Regions from separate parts of the Sus scrofa genome. Here region 1 is linked to region 2. Evidence: chromatin contacts called from public Hi-C data. All regions are on one chromosome and are shown on one strand. Each heading gives the region's core, a stretch centred on a gene start, on an enhancer-like site or on the middle of the called end of the contact. The rest is flanking DNA. Distances are from core to core; before and after follow the strand shown. Region 1 holds the start of ASNSD1 (asparagine synthetase domain-containing protein 1). Region 2 holds the start of SLC40A1 (solute carrier family 40 member 1).

Region 1 (4,170 bases), core at 1,234-3,733, 100 kb after region 2:
AGAAACACAAAGACTCTGCAGTTCAGATCTCAAAATAATTGTTCTTCCTAGTGGGCACAAAATTCTTAATCAATTCGAGTTCATAAAGGACAAACAAAAATACTAAAAACCATACCTCCTCACACCAGTCAGCATGACCATCATTAATAACTCTATAAGTAACAAATTCTAGAGAGGATGTGGAGAAAAGGGAACCCTTCTATACTGTTGGTGGGAATGTAAATTGGCACAACCACTATGGAAAACAGTATGGAAATACCTCAGAAAACCAAATATAGAGGTACCATATGATCTGGCAATCCTACTCCTGGGCATATATCCAGACCAAACTATAATTTAAAAAGATACATGTACCCCTATGTTCATTGCAGCACTATTCACAATAGCCAAGACATGGAAACAACCTAAATGCCCATAGATAGATGAATATATTAACAAGATGTGGTACATATATACAATGGAATACTATTCGGCCATAAAAAGAACAAATCAATGCCATGTGCAGCAGCATGAATGCAACTAGAGATTCTCATACTAAGCAAAGTCAGAAAGAAAAAGACAAAACCATATGATTTAACTTATACATGGAATCTAAAATATGACACAAATGGGAGTTTCCATTGTGGCTCAGTGGGCTAGGAATTTGACTTGTATCCATGAGGATGCAGGTTCAATACCTGGCCTTGCTCAATGGGTTACAGATCTGGCATTGCTGTGAGCTGTGGTGTGGGTTGCAGACAAAGCTCAGATCTGGCATTGCTATGGCTGTGGCATAGGCTGGCAGCTGCAGCTCTAATTTGACCCCTCTCCTGGGAACTTCCATATGCCACAGGTGCAGCCCTAAAAAGCAATAAATAAATAAATAAATAAACAAAATATGGCACAAATGGGACTATCTACAAAACAGACTCACAGACATAGAGAACAGACTTGTGGTTGCCATGGGGGAGGGGGAGAGAGTGGGATGGATGGAGAGTTTGGAGTTAGTAGATGCAAGCTATTACATTTATAACAGATAAGCAAGGAGGACCTACTGTATAGCACAGGGAACTATATCCAGTCTCTTGGGACAGAACATAATGGAAGATAATACGAGAAAAAGAATGTATATATACATATGCCTGGGTCACTTTGCTGTACAGTAGAAACTGGCACAACATCTAAAATCAACTATACTTTAATATAAAAAAAGAAAAATACTAAAAACCTGGATTCTTTGTCATCTCATTTCTAAAAGAAATTAGATCTTCATCACCTAGCAGGTATCACCAAATGGTTAGGCCATAAAACCAAATTCCCAATCATTGCTATCCATGTGAAATAACTTAGCCATGCATCAATCAGAAACAAAAACAAAGTTTTAAAAATTCAGTAAAAAGTAAAAACAGACAGTAAACTTAGTTCTATAACCACTTTGGATTAACTGTAAGACAGTTAATATATTCCTGGGTTTAAACCACCCATGAAGTATGCTTTCTTGATCATAAAGTTTGGTTCTATTATATGAGTCCATTTGGGTGTCTCTGTAAAAACTTAAGATTTCCAAAATTAAAGTATAATTTTCAAAAACAGAAAGCCATGTTTCTTGTGCAAATATAAAATGAACATTTATCAGAGTTTTGTTAAATGAGGGAACACGAAGTTAAAACCAATTCAAAGAGTTTATGAGAAAGCAGACATATATTAATTTAAAAACACTGCAGAGTTAGATGCAAACTGGTTAATATCTTGCAGAATAAGTCACAACCTGTGGGGTTATCTGGCCCATCAGACAGAAATTATTTGCATTATCTGTCACACAAAAATCTACCAGTTAACCTCTGCCTTAGCAGAATTATAAAATAGCCTGGTCAGGAGTTCCCTTGTGGTACAGCAGAAACAAATATGACTGTTATCCATGAGGATGCAGTTCAATCCCTGGCCTCGCTCAGTGGATGGGGATCTGGGGTTGCCAGTGAGCTGTGGTGTTGATCCCAGACGCTGCTAGGATCTGGCATTGCTGTTGCTCCAGCTGACCCCCAGCCTAGGAACCTCCATATGCGTGGGTGCGGCCCCTAAAAAAAAAAAAGCCCAGTCAATAGAAAGTCAAAGCCAGAAAAGCTATGAAAGAAAACCTGGTAATCTCTTGCCAATTTTGGATGATTTTTCTCATAGGAGTAAGGTTGTGACTATTGCATGAGTATACCTATATTAAAAATTACTCATTTATCTGAAATTCATATTTAACTGTGAATCCAGTATTTATCTTTTAACCTTAGTAACAAGTTAACAAAAGCTTTATCAAGGCTGTACAGTTCTATTACCAACAACGTATCTCTTAAATCTGTGTATAGCTTCATATTCTTGCCTAGATAATAAATATTAAGTAGCATTTCGAATGCTCGTCTATTCTTCACATTTACCACTGGGAGGCGCCTGTAACTCACAGTCTACTGGATGCCGAATCGTAACGAGGCTATGAGAGTGTTTCAACTTCTTATCCGCTAGGGGGACAGTTCAGAAACCTCTCAGGTTTCACAACAAGGCTCTGCTCTCGTGCTTGCTAATAATCTGAGCGCACGCGCGCAACTGCTCCAAGGCCCGCTCGGACTGCGCAGGCGTTCCAGTGAGCGCGTGGAAGCCTTTGGTAGGACTCACCGGACGGAAAGGGAGGGGCTGGAGCCGCTGGGATAGCACACGCTCGGGGGGTGTAGGCTGCGCACTGCTGGGTCGCTGTCCGGGCCGCGCATCCAGGTATTTGATGCTCCGTGGAGATGCCTAGCCCGGGCGTTCAACACGAGGACGGCGCAGGGCTGGTCTCCACTGACAACTCGACCCCTCAAAAGGAAGATCTAAGCCGCAAGGTGAGTGTGGGGACGAGGTGACAAGGCCCCCAGGCGCGGGACAGGGTGCTATTCGTCCTCAGAGAAGATCCACTGTGGCCGTGTGGTCCGATTTCGGCTTTGCCGGACTGGGCTGCATTGACAGCTACAGTTAAAGGGAGATCGTGAAACTTGCCCCGAGATTAGTCCCAGATAGCAGTAGGGTGGAGGTTTAGTTGGGTGGTTTTGTTTTTTGGGTTTTTTAAACCCCAAATTTTTAAGTCATTTTAAAAGCCCTTATACAATAAAATTTACCTTTTTCCTTTTCTGTAAATCTAGCACATGTATAAATTTGTTTGACTACCACTATTGGGATACAGAACTGTTCCATTACCCCAAGAGACTCCCTTTATAGCCATGCTTTCCCCCACCTAGAAGCTCTGGCCGCAGCCTGATCTGCTGCCGATGACAGAACAGTTTTGTCCTTTAGGGAACATCATGTAGATGAAATCATAGCATATGTCATTCTAAGATTGGCTTCTCTCACACAGCATAATGTCTTTGAGATTTATGGTTGAGTTTTCTATATACTCTTTTTTTTTTTTTTTTTTGTCTTTTTGCCTTTTCTAGGGCCGCACAAGCGGCATATGGAGGTTCCCAGGCTAGGGGTCTAATTGGAGCTGTAGACACCGGCCTACACTACAGCCACAGCAATGGGATCCAAGCCTCCTCTGACTTACATCACAGCTCATGACAACACCAGATCCTTAACCCACTGAGCAAGGCCAGGGATCGAACCCACAACCTCATGGTTTCTAGTCGGATTCGTTAACCACTGCGCCACGACAGGAACTCCAGGTTTTCTACATACTGTTGAGCTTGGGGGCATGTTGAAGTTTGTTCCCAGGCCAGTGATCAAACCTGTGCTTCAGCAGCAACCCAGGCCACTCCAGTGATAACGCTGGATCTTTAACCTGCTGCACAAGGGAAGAAATACTGCCCACCCTAGAGCTGCTGCTGATATCCTGTGCCTCAGAAAATATCACCACCAACTATCCACCTGTCTGTGCCAGTAATCTGGGAGCCACCCCTTAAGTCCATTACAAAGTCCTATCAGGTTAACATTTAAGGCCCACTTCAAAGATGTCCCTTTATCACCATAGCTCACCACTTATACTGATGTGTGATATATCCCTGAGGTGTTTAAGGTCTGGCAAAGATCATACAGGATCTCCTTTTAGAGGCTTTAGTGATACTATGTAATCAGTCCTGTTCACAAAATAACTACCATTACTGATTGAACCTTCTCTTACTAATAAAAAGTGAGACCTAGTTCAACAGTGACAGCATCTGTGCTAGCTTTTGAGAT
Region 2 (4,548 bases), core at 1,311-3,810:
CCACCCTTTTTGGCAAATCTGACCTGCCAACCTAATAACAAAAGGTCACATAAACCTTAAACTTAATCAGTATTTGGAAGTTAGGCACCTTCTTCCCCTAGGAGATAGGTCCAGACCACAAGGTGAGAATTTCAGATACTATCTCCACCACTTATCTGTTTTATAAATACTTAATACTTACTGAATTAAACTGGAAGAACTATTGATTTAGATTAATTAAGGGTAGTTTCACTAGATTTCTACTAGCATCATCAGCTATAGGAAATGAACTGCCAGTTCCACTTTGTTTACATGCATTTGCAGAGTCATCCTTGTCTAAGCCTCTGGGGAGATAGAAACTGGCCTTCTAAAAAGCCATCTTTGAAGTATTTCTTAAAGAGCTGATAACCTAGTTTAATAATTTCCCAAGGGCATCGGTACAGATTTCCTCATACAATAGTTTGCATTTATGCCTTAAGGATGATCTAATAGAAGTTTTCAATTTAAAAAGAAAATAACATTCACAAACTTTACTCTCAAAAGTCTTTCTCTTTACTATGGTTCCTTTAAATGTCATATATGAGGCATGAATAGAGTATACTCAGATTTGTTGCTTGTAAACAATTAGACTGGTTATTTAATTGAAAAATATTCTAATCAGCATTAATTAAATATAAATCCAGCATCCTCTGGGATTATTCTTTTGGATTGGTAGGTGTTGCTGAAGGTTCACAGGAACCCTGGGACTCTTCCAAGACCACATAAGAAGTCAGAGGGATAATTATGAATTAGTTGCTGATTTTCTTGGATAATGGCTTTTACGATAGGCTGAGATGCCCCGCACTTATCTACCTGAAGATAACATTTTTAAAGACCAGAATTTTCATCACTCAGATATTTGCTCTTGGGGTGAATCATATTTAAATTACTCTTAGAATGCTATTCTTAGCCTAAGCCAATCACTGCACTATTATACTGTATTTTCATAGTGCAGTATGCTGGAACTCATAGGGTTTGTTTGTTTGTTTGCTTTGCTTTTTATGGCCACTCCTGTGGCATATGGAAGTTCCCAGACTAGGGGTAGAATCAGAGCTGCAGCTGTCCACCTACACCACAGCCACAGCAAAGCAGGATCTGAGCTGCACCTGCGACCTACACTACAGCTCAGGGCAACGCCAGATCTTTAACCCACTGAGCAAGGCCAGGGGTTGGGTTTGTTACCAGCTGAGCCACAGTGGGAATTCCTGGAACTTATAGTTTTAACGAAAGAAGAAAATAGAGAAATATCTTCAAATGTGAAAAAACTGAAGGTCCATGACATATCCCTTCATTCTCAGTGGCAGATATTACCATTTATTAAGCCTTTTATAATGCAAAATACATTTTAACAAACAATACCATTAATGCTGCCCTTGTTAATCGTGTCTTTGGATAGTTGTCAATCTACACAAAGTGTGACAATTCAATAATTAAATAGCATTTGCTAACACCTTTGGGAAAACATCTTTGGTGAAAATAACTTTTTCGTGAAAGCATGTGTGTTGGTTGATTTGTTTCTTTAGCTGCATGACAAAACTGGAGGATGGCTTAATACAATTGGACCAAATGAAAGGAAATAAGAAATTGTGCAAGTATGTTGGAAGAACTACTGCAGATTTTCACTTACCCAAGTAGATAGAGAATGACCAAGGTAGAGAAGGAATTTTGCAGAGGTCAGGTAGTTTGCTAAGGATCCTGCAAAGACACACAAGGGGTGAGATAAAAAGCATAGTTAGTCACTTGAGTGAGCTGAGGTTGGAATGCTTATTCATTTGCTCTTATTAAACATAATTATTAAAATCCACTTTGTGCAGTAAATCACGAATATTTTATTAAGTCACCTAGACACTGATGGGTTGATTAAAAATGCAGCATGACTTGTTGATCAATAAATAACTGCATAACTTCACATACAATAAAACAACCTCTTGTTTTCAACATTTTTAAACTCCATTTCATTTTTAATAAGGCAATCCAAATTGCCCAGTCTACTCCATCCTTGCCTGTGTACAAGCCCCTTTCCCCATACCTTGAAATTCCTTTCTTCCTCAACCTCCACCAAAACAAGAGTCAAAGGAGCTACAAAGCACTCCGGTTAACAGCTGAGCCACATTCCTCCAACACCTGCTTGGAGCTGCGGGTCTCCACTGCATTGGTTCAACTCACCACAGCATCCTCCCTGGCGGTTTTGCTCTCTTGCCCTGGTCATGACACAAGGCGACCCCCACTCGTTCTTTTGCTGCTACCGCTGCCGCTGTTGCTCTTGCGGAGATGCTTGTTAGCAGGAATGCAAGGAACTGAAGAGAGCACCTCTGAAAACACAACAGCTTTGTGCAAAAAGACCGAGACAACTGTAGCAAAAACAAAAAAAGGAAAACGGCCCCGGGGTCTTCTTTAGGTCTTCTTTCCAAACTTAGCTAACACTGTAGCTGAAGTTGGAAAGGCAAAGCCTTATGGAGGCGGGTGGGAGGCTCAACAGGCGTCCGAACCGCGTCGGGTGCCCTGTGCCGCCGCCGCTGCCGCCGCCGCCGCGGGCCCGGCCCAAGCCCAGCACTTATACGGGGCCGGGGCGGGGCTCCCGCCGCCACCGCCTCTTGGGCCGCCCCCTCCCTTTCAGAGCCACCCGGGCGTCCCCGCGGCGCGAGGCCCGGGGCCAAGCCGCCTTCCACGCCCTTCTCGGGAGTCGCCGCCAGTCCGCGGCGCTAGCATTCGACTGGCTGCAAACAAGCTGCGGGCCTGCTGCGACCTTCCCCGGGTTCGCTCCACTCGCCGGGTTTTCCTTCCTCCGGGAGGCCGCGAGAGGGGCTGAGGGAGGCCAGGCGACCGGGAAGGGCAGGACCGGGAGCCTGGCGGGCGGGGAGATGCATGCCCCAAGCCCGGGTAGGGGCTGCGGGGCTGCGCTTCGCACAGGCTGCCTGGCCGACTCGGGAAGAGGGCGGCCGCCAAAGGTGGTCGTGCAAAACTCCAGGCCCGGCTTGGGGGGGGGGGACATCTTTTTTTTTTTTTTTAAACGAAAATCACTTTTAATATAAGTAGCTAAATAAACATAGTCCATGTCACAGAGGCCGCTTTCCTGGCCTTCCCATTCCGGCCCGCCTGCGGAATGTCTTCTTCCCAGGACTGCGTAGCGGGGCTTCCCTCAAAGAACCAGAATTAAGGGCCAGGAAGGGGCGCAAAGATCAGGGTCCAGACCTCTTCAGAGGAGAAAATGGAACCCTATAAGGGTTAAATCCCGCAGTGACTTAGGAACCCAGCCACCAGCCTAGAACTCGGGTCTCTGAATCCTTCCTGGAGATACAACCAGGAGGAAACGGCGCAAGCATCTCCTTCACCATCCTTCCTTCTCCCTCAGCTCCCTCTGGCCCCCGCCCGCACCTGCGCGTCGCTTCCTTCCCCACCTCTCCTCCAAATGGCCTAGAAACTGGCAGGCAGTTACTAGGAATACCGGTTATCCCAGTTGTATCCCAGTCCCGATACATCCATTCGGTGTCCTGGAAGTTCAGGTGAAGGACGCTAAAGAATACCAGACTTGAACCTTTACTGACTTTTCCATCCCCACCCCTACCTCCTCTATGCGAAAGCCCCCGTAGCTCGTTTAGCCCCCCCGGTTACCTTACCCTTCTCAATCTCACCGAAGCTCCGGGACTGGATCCTACACATTGAAACTCCAACTAGATTCCACACCCTAAACACAGGCCCGACGGTCACCTAGTAATGAAGGGAGACACACGTGAATATATGCCCTGTATCTAGACTCTCGATCAGGAGCCCCAGAGGTCGACGGGCGGGGTGCAGCTGGATTCGGTTGGGATGTGGTCTGGAGGTCAGAGATAGAGGATTTACACTTTAGCTACTGCTGTTAACTTTTATCCTTCTCAAGCCCTCTTTTTTCCTTTCTTTCACATTTTCACGTCCTTTCTCTTCAGTCCTAGAGAGGTTGTGGTCTGTCCTCTAAAATTAGAGAATAGGGTCGTGTGTCCACAAGTCCTTGAGACGTAAACCAAGGCACCCTCATATGAGGCACCTACAGAAGGAGGGAACTGGCAAATTAATCCCCTCCACATTATGGTATCTCTTAACTGGAGATGAATTTTGTTGATATGTCCTCAAGCAAGGCGCAAAAGATAATGATACTTTGCACATTTGCACAGTGGCTTTCAGCCACGAGGACTTCCGAAGGCTTTATATTGATTTTTTACTTGCCATAAGGGGAGTGTTGTTCTGTCCTCAGCCTCCAGGTGGCTTAAAGGGAGATTCAGTTGATTAAAAAAAAAATACTTCCAGTTGACACGGGCTGATAAATGCCAGTAAATCATGTATACCTCAAAATGTGAATTGGAGACTAATTCCAATTGTCATCAGGGAGTCCGATGAAGCCAAAACTGAGAGAATGGGGTGGGGTGGGGTGGCAAAAAGGACAGGTGGGAGCCTGCTGTTAGGCATGTGAAAAAGAAAATTTGGAAAGAAAATAAGCAAGATCCAAATCACTAAAACCAGCAAGGTGTCAAGATATGTTAGTTGGGGGCTTAC

Evidence for each region. A called contact is a pair of places that touch in the nucleus more often than the background predicts.
Region 1: a contact with region 2 is called in a Hi-C map of skeletal muscle, with 3 times the contacts expected there. The contact joins the promoter of ASNSD1 here to the promoter of SLC40A1 in region 2. A contact is called at or near these places in 1 of 5 promoter capture datasets (fetal liver) and 6 of 47 Hi-C or Micro-C datasets (embryonic fibroblasts, heart right ventricle, liver and 2 more).

The regions. Positions count from the first base shown.
Region 1 is chr15:94,259,427-94,263,596 of Sscrofa11.1, forward strand. It overlaps ASNSD1 (asparagine synthetase domain-containing protein 1), which reads left to right and starts at 2,484. Exons shown (of 6, transcript XM_003133541.6): 1 at 2,484-2,843.
Region 2 is chr15:94,159,233-94,163,780 of Sscrofa11.1, forward strand. It overlaps SLC40A1 (solute carrier family 40 member 1), which reads right to left and starts at 2,561. Exons shown (of 8, transcript XM_003483701.4): 1 at 2,185-2,561; 2 at 1,646-1,713. The coding sequence starts at 2,227.